Regions from separate parts of the Danio rerio genome. Here region 2 is linked to region 1. The links are chromatin contacts, called in public HiCAR-type maps. All regions are on one chromosome and are shown on one strand. The core of a region is the stretch at or near the end of the contact, and the rest is flanking DNA. Distances in the headings are between cores, read along the strand shown. Region 1 has its middle 210 kb from the start of tbx1. Region 2 overlaps txnrd2.2 (thioredoxin reductase 2, tandem duplicate 2).

What was found. HiCAR-type assays count read pairs that join an accessible place to other places.
Region 2: a contact with region 1 is called in a HiCAR-type map of caudal fin, with 4 times the contacts expected there. The contact joins two enhancer-like sites.

The regions. Positions count from the first base shown.
Region 1 is chr5:15,722,977-15,729,412 of GRCz12tu, reverse strand. It overlaps a transcript of sema4c not described here. Among named protein-coding and RNA genes, the nearest start is that of tbx1, 210 kb to the left of the region's middle. Within about 2 kb of position 1,857, at least 2 of the 62 cell types and tissues checked have an H3K27ac peak or open chromatin away from gene starts, as enhancers often do. A contact at or near this core is called in caudal fin, where this site is marked.
Region 2 is chr5:16,050,115-16,056,735 of GRCz12tu, reverse strand. txnrd2.2 (thioredoxin reductase 2, tandem duplicate 2) reads left to right here. Exons shown (of 17, transcript NM_001353396.1): 13 at 5,357-5,452; 14 at 6,580-6,621. It also overlaps a transcript of srrm4 not described here. Among named protein-coding and RNA genes, the nearest start is that of txnrd2.2, 33 kb to the left of the region's middle. Within about 2 kb of position 3,910, at least 5 of the 62 cell types and tissues checked have an H3K27ac peak or open chromatin away from gene starts, as enhancers often do. A contact at or near this core is called in caudal fin, where this site is marked.

The sequences.
Region 1 (6,436 bases), core at 608-3,107:
AGTATTGGTCAAAAATTTTCTTTTATGCTGAAAAATCATTACAATATTAAGTAAAGATCATATTCCATAAATATATGTAGTCAGTTTATTACTGTAAATATATGAAATCTTGACAGCTTTTTAGGTGACTTTCTCAGTGTTTAGATTTATTTGAATTCTTAGATTCTAGATTTTCTAATAGTTGTGTCTTTGCCAAATATTGTCCTATCCTAACAAACCCATGGTTTCCGCTACATTCATTCTTCCGTGGCAGGGCGCCACACCAAAATTCATCCCACCGCGGCTATATTACAGCTTCTTATTCAAAATATTCGGTCGTTTTTTAAATATAGTGGGTTAAAATCACACCGAAAACGTATGAAAAAGTAAGTGAATAATAACAGCGCAAACTTTTCTGTGACCATAGTAGTGCTGTGCGTTCTGTTTAACCCTTTAAGGTGACGTGCTGACTGACTGACAGGTGCGTGATGCGTGAGACCAGCAAACAAGACGTAGCTTTTAGATATGATGAACACAGTTTCCATAATTATACTTTATTTATAGATAAAGGTCTGTGGCTCTCCATATAATGACTTTATTTTGCTGGAGTTTATAGCCGTTTCACTTTACTTCAGGATGCATTAATGCCGCGGTCCGCTCTGCAAGTCTATCGGAGACATTCATAAATATTCCTAGCAAATCAAATAAATGTTGGTGACATACTCGCTACATAAATGCACTAAATCACACTTCAGCCGCGTTTATTTGAGAGCGCAAGAAAATCTGCACTTGAGCAGCGTATATTTGAGGGCGCGCAAGACGTTTTGTGCACAAACAGAAATCGATGCTCAAGCAGAGATTGACATGCTCATAGGCTCTTACATGAATGCGATCTCGACTCAATACTGCACCCATGACATTTGTCAATGAAATTACGCCACATGTAGTGGTAGATCTGTGTAAAATGGCAAACAGAGTCTGCCGCCACAGCTGGAAAAAATCCTGGAGGAAACACTGAAACCATACTGTAAATTAGTGGGAAGATTGTTTATTCATTTCTCATTTTTATAAATATCAATTTCAGAAATTATACACTTATGATTAGTTTGTGATCCAGGTTCACATATAATCAATCAACATCAAATTAGAAGTTAAATGGGCAACCCTAAAGCACACTTATCTGTGCATTATCATTTTATATATATATATATATATATATATATATATATATATATATATATATATATATATATATATATATATATATATATATATATATAAACCTAAACCCTAAAGGTTCCTGTTCATCTGCTAACCCTTGTTACATATGTCTTGAAACACTACTCTCTAAGATCGTGTTCGGGGCAAGAAGTCATGAACATCTCTCTTTTGTACAGAACATGCTTGGACATAAAGGACCAAGAGATGAGACTGTAAGAGAGCCGTAGGTAACAAGAGGAAAGCTATCTGTTCATCCTATTCCTTTTTCTTCTGTGTAACATTCTATATGTTCAAAGACACTTTACAGTATCAGGTGGTGCTATTTATTATTGTACAATGACTGCTGTCACATTCTGTTAAGATAAACGAGGCTGGCTTCAAAAGAGCAGCAGGCTCCTATATGTTGTCTTCAGTATTTACGTTAGCATGATTGGCTAATGTGTTCAATATGATGTGTTGTAAGTCTAAAATGCGACTAAACTTCTTTCATTCAAGTCTATGCAAGCACATGCTGGCATTCGACACAATTATTTACCTGGAACGATGCAATTAAATAGTAGCAGTAACTTATTTCTAAATTGCTAGTCATTAGCTTGGCAACGTTTTCCAAAGAAACACAACTTGCCTGTTCACTACCTGTGCCAGATACAAGGAAGTGACTCATTTGCTCCTTACAAAGCGCGCCAGTAGACAGATTTATGTTTTGTTGTGGAAATCACAGTGTTCTACATGCTGAGCATTAGCTCCTGCTCTGTAAACTAGCCTCTGGTCAGCGTATCAGATTAGCTTGTTGCCACAGGGCACAAATGCATCATTCTGGCAGAATTTGTGATAAATTGAGTTTTCATACATATCCCCTTCACACAAGCTATCTTGTATCCTGTTCAAATGTGCAGGGGAGGTGAGGACGAGGTTAGCATTGTTAGCCTTAAGCCACATCTAACCATTAGTGCTTTTGTAGCAACAAGATACCTGCTTTACTCAACATCTGAGTTGCGTTCTGATTGTGTGTCTAAGCACAACAAACAGCAATGCAACAAAGGCAAGTGACAGCGTCTTTCAACTGGGGTGCACATTCCATATGTATGCTATCTCCACAAAAATATGACCCGGAATCTGAAAAAATTAAATGAAGAATATGTGTTTTGTTAATTCTCTTAAACATGTTTTATTTGTCAATTTTTTCTATAGCATTTTTTTTAAGTAAATGTATGTAATAATATATAAAAAGTTTAATGGCTGCAACCCACTGCAAAAAATGTTAAACCAGAAGCAAAATAGAAGTAAAAAGGTTATACAGTAGAATATACAGTTTTAAAGCTTTGAAAGTATGTAGGACTGGTAATAGGTGAGGTTTTCATGGCTTCAGTGGTTTTGTAGTAACCGAGTGAGTTTGCTTGACTGGCCTGTAGTTAAGATTTGTCTTTTATTGATGTAAGTGTAGAACTAATCATGGAAAGGATCATGGTGAAATCTTGTATCATGCATTATTGGGCAACAATTTTGCTTGGATAATTTTGATAAAAAAAACCTCAAATAGTTGTAATTGATATCAAAGTTAATCAAGGATCAGGACAGATAATTATTTTCTGGTTGTACTTTTGTCAATTAAATAAATGTTAAAAGAGAACTAATAGATCACATATTCTTGTTTTTATTTCATTTAAAATTTAAAATCCCAAACAATTATACATTGTTATTAATCAAAGTTAACAAAAGATAAGGAAAATGGTAAATATTTTCTTCATACTTTAAAGGTTACAAACAAACAAATCACATATTTTTGTTTTTATTTTATAAAAAAAAAAAACAATTCCCAAACAATCTAAACTCATAATTGATATAGCAAAGTTAATCGAGATCAGTATTTTTTTGATACTACCTTTGTAAATTATTTAAAGGTTAAAGTCATCTAATAAATCACATATTCTTGCTTTTATGTCATTTAATAAATACAATTCCAAACAGTTATACATTGTTATTGATAGCAAAGTTAACCTGGTATCAGGAAAAACTGAAGTTATTTTCTTTGTACTTTTGGAACATAAATAAAGGTTAAAACGAACAATTAAATCATGTATCTTTTGTTTTTATATATAAAAAAACAAACAAACAATTTAAAATTGTGATTGATAGCAAAGTTTAATAGTATCAGTATTTTTCTTCTTACCTTTGTAAATCATTTAAAGTTTAAAGAGAACTAATAAAGCCAATTTCTTGTTTTTATTTAATTAAAAAAATCAAATCCCAAACAATTATACATCATTATTGATAGCAAAGTTAATCAAGGATCAGGATTTTTTTAAAAATATATTTTCTTGTTTTTGTCAATCAATGATTTATTTTATATTATTATTATTATTATTATTTTTTTTACCTTTTTGGATTCATTTTATTTATTTTTAATTTTATGTACCTTTGTAAATTTAAGGTTAAAAAAATAACTGATAAATCACATATTTTTGTGTATTTCCAAACAATTATTCATTGTAATTGATAGCAAAGTTAATTAGCAATAGCAAAATTTTTTTTTAAATATTAACTTTGTACTTTTGTAAATTAAATAATGTTTAAAGAGATCTAATTAATCACATATTCTCATTTTTATTTCATTTAAAACAAAACAACTTTTTTTTTTGGATTGGGGTTGCAGGATTTTTCTCAATTGCATATGCCAATATTATTCTGTAATCCCCTTCTGGTGCTCAGTTATTGGAAGTAAATGGAATCTTTGTTGCGTTTGCAGTGTGACAGACAGAGTTGGTCTCATTGCTGGTTGGTGGTGCGAGATCATTATCACAGGTGATTCATCAGTGACATTGGGAGGGAGAACAGGTAATTACTCAGCCTCAATGGGACGTTGTGTTATTCTTGCTTTGGGTGAGATGTTTATCTGCTGGTCTTCAGGCACCTGGATAAATGAACCAAACGTCAGTTTGCGCCTGCTTGTTCTGTTGAATGCGGATGATCAAATATTTCTGCTGTCCACCTAGATGCTGCAGTACATGATGTGCACAGTATCTGAGCAAAAAAGGTGCACCCAGAGCAAACTGAAAGAGTGACTTTTAAAGTAACTGGCCTTTGGTTTTGATATAAATTTGATATTCTGGGGCTACAGAAGTGTGATATGGGTAAGGTTAAGAACAGATTTGGTGCAAACAATTTGTATGGGCTAAATTTAAACAAACAAATTAAGTTGGGTAATGTTCAACTTGGGCGTATCGGTGCCGCAGTGGGTAGCGTGATTGCCTGTCAGCAAGAAGCTCGCTGGTTCAAGGCCCTGCTGGGTCAGTTGGCCTTTCTGTGTGGAGTTTGCATGTTCTCCCCGTGTAGTTTGCAACCACTTACCTTTAAAAAATAAATAAATAAATCCAATGAATCATTTTTTCAGTGCAGGTATTTAAATACGTACAATGTAAAAACATGTGTTTACACAATATGTACATTGTAACAAATGATTATTTGTCTGTAAGTACATTAGTTAAGGCCACAATCTAAAGTGGGACCAAACTTTGTCAATTTAGGACTAGAGCAGAATTTATGCTTCTTACTTGTGATCAGGTTTTTAAAAAGGCCACTTATAATGAAGTTAAGTTAAACACAGATGGAGAGGATACTGTGCATTGTATATGTGTGTTTTAACCATTGCATCCTAGTGGCAAAAAGTTGTTCTGTCTGAGATGCACTTCCAAATTACAGTTATTTTTATTAAATTAATTCAATCTATGAATGTGAACTAATTAATTGCGATACTGTGTGTGTTATATTTAATTTTATTTATTGTCATTTATTTTATAATTATTTCTACATTGTATATATATACATATATATACATACATATACATATATATATATATATATATATATATATATATATATATATATATATATATATATATATATATATATATACACAAATATATATGCTGTATAAATTTTTAAAGTGAGACAGCAATCTGAAAAATGAATTTCAATGTCACAGAAAATTTCAAACAAACGTTCATTTAATTAAAAATTTAATTTATAGATATATATAATATTTTTAATATACTGTTTTGTTTTAATATTTCCCAAATGATGTTTAACAGGGCAAGTTTTTCACAGTATTTCCTATAATATATATATATATATATATATATATATATATATATATATATATATATATATTTATAATTTTTATTATTTATTTTTTTTCTGGAGAAAGTCTTGTTTGTTTTATTTCGGCTAGAATAAAAAGTTTTAATTTTTTTTTTTTATCATTTTAAGGTCAAAATTATTAGTCCCCCTAAGCATATTTTTTTGGATTGTGGACAGAACAAATTATCACACAAGGCTTTGCCTAATTACCTTAACTTACCTAATTAACCTAGTTACGTCTTTAAATGTCACTTTAAGCTGACATATATTAGTATTAGTATCTTGAAAAATATCTAGTAAAATATTATGTAAGAAGTTATTAGAAATGAGTTATTAAAACTATTATGTTTGGAAATGTGCTGAAAAAAATCTTCTTTTCCATTAAACAAAAATTGAGGACAAAATATACAGGGTGGCTAATAATTCAGGAGACATCATGGTGGCTGAATGGGTAGCACGTTTGCTTCACAGCAAAAAGGTCAATGGTTCAAGCCCCGACTGGCTCAGTTTGCATTTCTGCGTGGAGTTTGCATGTTCTCCCCTTGTTAGCGTGGGTTTTCTTCCGGGTGCTCTGGTTTCCCCCGCAGTCCAAAGACATGCGCTATAAGTGAATTATATTGGCTAAATTAGTCGTATGTGTGTGTATGAGTGTGTATAGATGTTTCCCAGTGTTGGGTTGCAACTGGAAGGGCATCGCCTCGTAAAACATATGCTGGATTGGTGGTTCAATCCACAGTGGCGACCACTGATTATTAAAGAGACTAAGCCGAAAAGAAAATGAATGAATGAATATTAATTCAGGAGGGCTAATAATTCTGACTTTAACTTTATATGTTTCTCTCATATAGTTTCATTAATTATGTTTCATTTCTACTTTATTATGAACGCTTTTTGTTTTATCCCTTCTGGCTTCGGACAATTCAAGCGTACAGTTCTGGATTGTGATATTTCAACGACACAAATGTGAGAGCAGGATCCTAATCATTATTCCACATGCATGGCGGTGTGAGATATGAGCTTACTCTTGGCTCGCGGGGCTTTACAGTGTTTCATATCCTACATGTCTCGCTATGAACATGTATTTATTTGGCTTGTTGCT
Region 2 (6,621 bases), core at 2,661-5,160, 330 kb before region 1:
CCCGGCTATTCAGCAGGTTCAGATATGGTCCAAAGACACAATTGAACAGCTACGAGGGTGTTTCGAGTGTACGGAGTGGGACCTATTTTTTAATGATTATGATTGTAGTAATAATTATGAAATGTTTAATGACACAATAACTGGTTATGTTAACTTCTGTGTAAACTCTGTTGTTAAATCTAAGTGCGTCAAAATCTATCCAAATAACAAGCCATGGATAACTAAAGATTTAAAATATTTTTTAAATTTGAAAAAAATAGCTTTTTTGCAGAATGATCAGCAGAAGGTAAAGGAGTTAAACAGAGTAGTTAAAAGTAAGATAAAAAGTGCACAGAATGAATATAAAGAAAAGGTGGAGCAGAAATTACAAACAGGAGATGTAAGAGAGGCATGGAAGGGACTAGATATATTAATGGGTAGACAAAAGGAAAAAGTTCAGCAATATGAGGATCCTTACAGTCTTGCAAACAACCTTAACTCGTACTTTTCAAGATTTGATCATTCGAATGGGTCCAGTGTTAATAATTTAGATATAGTAGGAACTAAGACTCAGTCACAGACCATGATCATACAGGAAAGAGAGGTTATTGCAGTGCTTCATAATGTTAAATCACACAAGGCATCTGGCCCAGATGGCCTGAAGGGGAAAGTTTTAAAAGAGTGTGCGGAGCAATTGGGTTATGTGTGCACCAGACTATTTCAAGTATTTCTAGACAATGGTTTTGTACCATTAGCCTGGAAAATTCAATAGTTATTCCAGTACCTAAAATACCTCATGTAAAGTCCTTAAATGATTTTCGCCCAATCACGCTTACGTCTGTTCTTTGTAAATGTATGGAACGAATAGTGTGTAAGGAATTGTCCTCTCAAGTTGAGAAGACAATGGATCCCTTGCAGTTTGCTTATAGGGCCAACAGGAGCACTGTGGATGCCTCTCTTACTCTCTTAAACAAAGTTCAACATCATCTAGATGGGCCAAATACGTATGTTAGAATACTTTTTATGGATTTCTCAGCTGCTTTTAATGCTGTTCAACCTAATCTTCTTTTAGAACGTCTTTATAATTTAGGAGTAAGTAACTGGTTGATTATATGGATCAGAGAGTTTTTAAAAAACCGACCACAACGTGTCTGTGTTAACCATGCTATGTCTGACTGCTCTGTTTTAAATATAGGGGTACCTCAGGGATGTGTATTATCACCTCTTTTATTTTCTATATATATTAATGAACTGCAGTGCAATACTGATGACAATCTCACACTCATAAAATATGCTGATGATCTGGCATTGGTTTCCTGTCAGAAATAAATAAATAGCTCGTTATATTTTAGATATATTGATAGTATTACAGATTGGTTTGGCAAAAGTTCATTACACCTAAATATTGGGAAAACAAAAGAGTTATGTCTGGGGAGTCAAACAAGAAGAATAGATACTGAACTCTTTAAACCAGTCACCATAAACGGACAAATAGTAGAGCAGGTTTCAAATTTCAAGTATTTAGGCACAATTTTTGACAATAAATTGAATTTTAATAGTAATGTAGAGGCGGTTTATAAGAAAGCAAGTCAGCGCCTCTATCTCCTCCCCAAATTGAGAAGTTTTAATGTTAGTACACAGACTTTAAACTTGGCATATAGATATAGAGAGTGTTCTCACATATAATATTGTTTCATGGTTCGGTAACACAACACTTAAACAGAAAAAGAAATTAGTGCAAATTATAAATCAGGCAAATAAGATAACTGGTCACAAACAGCATTCATTGCAGATTATATTTGACTCTTTTATGGAAAAAAGAGCAGTTGTGATTTTTAAAGATAATACACATCCCCTTCACTCAGCATTTGAACTGCTACCATCAGGACGCAGGTTTAGAATTCCTAAAGCACGAAGAAATGCCTATAAAAAGTCATTTATCCCAATGGCAGTTGTTGTTCTAAACCGGATCAATGTTTGTAGGAAATGAGGTGGTTACCAAGTATGATTTGCAGTATTGTGCATGGGACTAATTTGGTTTTTAAACTTTTAACCTATGTTGTTGTGTTGGTAAGTGTTATTGTGTCGTTGGTGTATGTTTGTAATTGTTGTCCTAAATCCAGTGTTGAAGAAAAATTTCCTTTTTGTGTCAAGCAGAACGGACAATAAAGTTTAAACTAACTAAACTAAACTAAGCAGGAATATTTTTCATATTAAAAGGAGTTTTTGTCCTAAAAAACGCCTGAAATTTCTACTTTAGCTTCTGTTTTTTGCAGCTAAACAACAGAAAACTGACAATGATCACATCAGATACACCAATAAGGCACACAGCCTTATTCAGTGTTAAATGCTACCAATGTGAGTTGGAATGCTATGATTTTTCCATGACATTTGTTGCCATTCATTTGAAAGTGAACTATAGAACTGTGGCACAGTGCAAGCCAACAAATTTCAGTGATTTGGCATGTACATTTAATAATGTTAAAGAGGTTTAATATGTATTAGATTATAAACCTTACCATTTTGTTGGAGTGCAGGAAGTGCTCATATATTCTGTGCTTCTGAATGGCTGTATTTAATTTTCGATCATGTTTCTTCTGGTTCAAACAGCCAAATTACGTATCACTGCATATCTCCTCATGTAGCGTGTTGTTAGGACTTGGGGTTAAAATGTAACCTGCTTACCTTATGTTTACGTTTGTAATATTTATATTACTTGCTTATTAATAACCTCATGTGGAACTTTGAATTTGTGTCTTATTTCGCTATCTGCTACTGTCCACCACTAATAATTCTTACTTCGACTGTATATATACTTCAACTGCATATATATATATATATATATATATATATATATATATATATATATATATATATATATATATATATATATATATATATATGTGTGTGTGTATATATATATATATATATATATATATATATATATATATATATATATATATATGTATATATATATATATATATATATATATATATATATATATATATGTATATGTATGTGTGTGTGTGTGTGTATATATATATATATATATATATATGTGTGTGTGTGTGTGTGTGTGTGTGTGTGTGTGTGTGTGTGTGTGTGTGTGTGTGTGTGTGTTTATATATTTGTACATATATAATTTTTTTTTTTTTTTTTTAAGGAAAAACTCATTAATTTTGACCTATTACTTCTGAAACTTCTATGTTTTGCTTGTCTAGAAAATGCTTCTTGATTTAAGACTTTTTAGATATTTGAACTATAACCTGGACAAAAAATGTGATTTAAAAAGCTAAATGTATGCATTTGACATTATTATTTTGTAAACAAAAACAACAACAACAAAACATTAGATTTTTTTTTTATCTAAATCCCCCACCTTTATAGGGCCTTGTAAAATCTGCTCCTGGAATATACCCCCCCCCCCCCCCCCCAAGCCTTGATCAAACTGCAAAAAGGCGGCACAGCTGGAAAGCAACACATCCACAGCATATTTATATCTGTCAGTTCAGTCGCTCTCCTGGAAGGTTGTTGCCTTGTAACATCCCCAACACAACTGGCAGCCGGGATCAAATATCATAGCCGTCCGTCATCCACAGCAGCTGTGTGATCATTGGCACACACACTCACACACTGCCACAAAACTAGTCAGAATAAGCGCCTTTTACTCTCAAAGTGTGTCAATTTTCTTTCTTTCTTTTTTTTTTTTTAATAAAAGAAAGCGAGTTGCTGAGCTGCACCTGGATACTGACAAGAAATGCATTTACTATATAGCTTTCTGGGTGGTGTACACACACACACACACACACACACACATTTTCTCTTTTCACACCCGAGGCGGTTTCTTGGACAGCAGGATGTGCAGAAGTTATCAGACTTGTTGCTGATGCCATTAGTCAGTGAATTAGAATTTGCCCCATGGTGCTGCATGTTCCTGTGTTGTTACTGTAGGCATGTTTTCCACAGCGCTGACTGGCAGCCGTCCACCTCTGTGCTGTGTAATCATCATCGTGATTGACAACTGTGTAATGTTAAGATGATGCTAATCTTTGAAATGTCTGATCGGGCTAATCGCACACAGACGCACAGTTAACAACAAGGCAATGTATAACTAAAAAAAGAATATTTGTTTTTCAGTTGCGTTGTTGGGCACTGTCTGATTTGCGTGCTTCATTTTAGACTGGATTTTCTGTTGATTATCCATGCAAGTGTTATTTTTAGGGTATTTTTACTAGGGATGTCCCAATCAGGTTTATTTGACCTTGAGACTGAGTTTAAGTATCTACCAATACCAAAACCCGATCCAATGGGCGTAAGGGTGGAGTAATACATAGGGGTGAAGAGGCTGTACGAGTTCTCATATTACTTACTCAGATTCGAGAATTAGACAGAACAGTCATAAATATAGTATATTATAGTATTAATCAGTCTATTATAGTATTAATTAATGTTGCACCTTAAAATAATTAATAAATCATTCATTAATAATTTGCCTTTATTTTTATTTTTATAGTTTACATCAGAATTGATTTTGTCTTTTTGATTGATTGATTGATTGATTGATTGATTGATTGATAATACTCTTTAGATTTCATTTAAGGTTTAGTAATTGAGTGTATTATAGTATTAATCAGTCAATTAAAGTATTATTTGATACTTTACCTTGAAATAATACATCTTTAATTAATAATTTACCTTTATTTTTGTAGTTTTTATTCATTTATTTTATTTATATAGCACTATTAAACACAACCAAAGGTTGACCAAGGTGCTGCACAATACAAATCACGAGAAAGATACAAAATTATAGCTAAACAAACAATTGTCACTGATATGCCAAATCAAAATTAAAATTGTGTTTTTTACATGATTTTGTCTTATTGATTGATTGGTTGATTGATTGATTAATTGATTGGTTGGTTGATTGATATATTGATATTTCTCTTTAGCTTTTGTTTACGGTTTAGTAATTGAGTCTATTATAGTATTAATAGATGTTTCACCTTAACATAGTTAATAAATCATTCATTAATAGTTTGCCTTTTTATTTTTGTAGTTTTCATTTAAAATGGAGCACTTTACATGGTTTTGTCATATTGATTGATTATTTTTCTTTAGCTTTTGTTTAAGGTTTAGTAATTGAGTCTACTATAGATTGAGTCTACTATAGTAATAATTTACGTTTCACCCTAAAATAATTAATAAACCATTCAATAATAATTTACTTTTGTAGTTTTCATTTAAAATTGTGTATTTTTCATGTGATCTTTTTATTATTGATTGATTGATTCATTGATTGATTGACATTTCTTTTTAGCTTTTACTTAAGGTTTAGTAATTGAAATAAAACTGGTGTTTACTTATGCTCTGTTTCAGGGTCGTCCTGAGTTGACCCCCACCGCCATTAAGGCTGGAAAACTCCTGGCCCACAGACTGGCTGGTCGTTCCACTGAGCTCATGAATTATGAGAATGTGAGATTATCCTTGCACACATATGCTGTCATTCTCTTTCCTTTTTGATTCATATTTTGGGGTGTATCACAAATCACATAACACCTGTCAAAAACATATGACACCCTAAAAATCTAAATTAAAAAATAGAAATTAGGTTTTGTGTGGTCTGTTTTTATGAACATTTAATGGCCAGTCACAGTACACTGAACTTTTTTTTGTTGTTCTGTTGACTTGTGTACATATGCATGCTATTGCAGGAGACAGAAATTGCTTTGTTACTGTGTTCTAAAGCAAAGTTCAAGTTTGGTGAACTCTGTAGATGAATTAAAGCAACACTAACTTTAAATCTGAAGAATTGCACTGAAGTGCAGTAGATTGATGATATTATTAGATTTTATTATGTTCAATTCTGTTTTATTGAAAAAAAAAAAAAAAAACAGGCCTTGATGTCATACTGTAGCACAAATGTTGCTGGCAGATTTTTTGTTATATTCACAAACATTACACATTACACTGAAACATTATAATAAGACATTACATTTATTTCCCCCCAAAAAGTCTTTCTTATGCACAATTTTTCTTTATGTAAATCTAGAAATAATTTTAGTTGTTTAAACATTCACCTGTACACACACACACACACACACAAAATAAATAAAACAAAAACACACAATGAAATTCATTGTTAAAGAAACTTGTAAATGTGTCCCAGACATATACGCAAGTTAGAAAGTACCACATTTAACATTTTTAAAAAGACTTAAGTTTGGCTCAAGTAAAATGTAAAAAATTAATCATTGATTTTTCAATTTTTAATATAATTTTTTATTTTATTTGATTGACTATGATGTGATATATTATTTTATGTGGGTATTGTATTATTAGTAACTCAATATTGTAAATTTTGCGACGACACCCTGCCCAGAGGCTGCAGATACAAATTAGCGCTATGGATAAATTTGGCAAAACATCTTAAGTTCTGCGTTTTCCTGTATAACTAATTGAAATAAGCTAAACACACAAACTCACATAATAGTTCTTTTAAACACTTGCTTAAAGTATGTGTTAATTAGTATGCTTGTGCATCTTCTCTCTCTCTCTCTCTCTCTTGGTGTGTGTTTGCGTATGTTTGTATGTGTGTGTAGGTAGCTACTACAGTGTTCACACCACTAGAATATGGCTGTGTA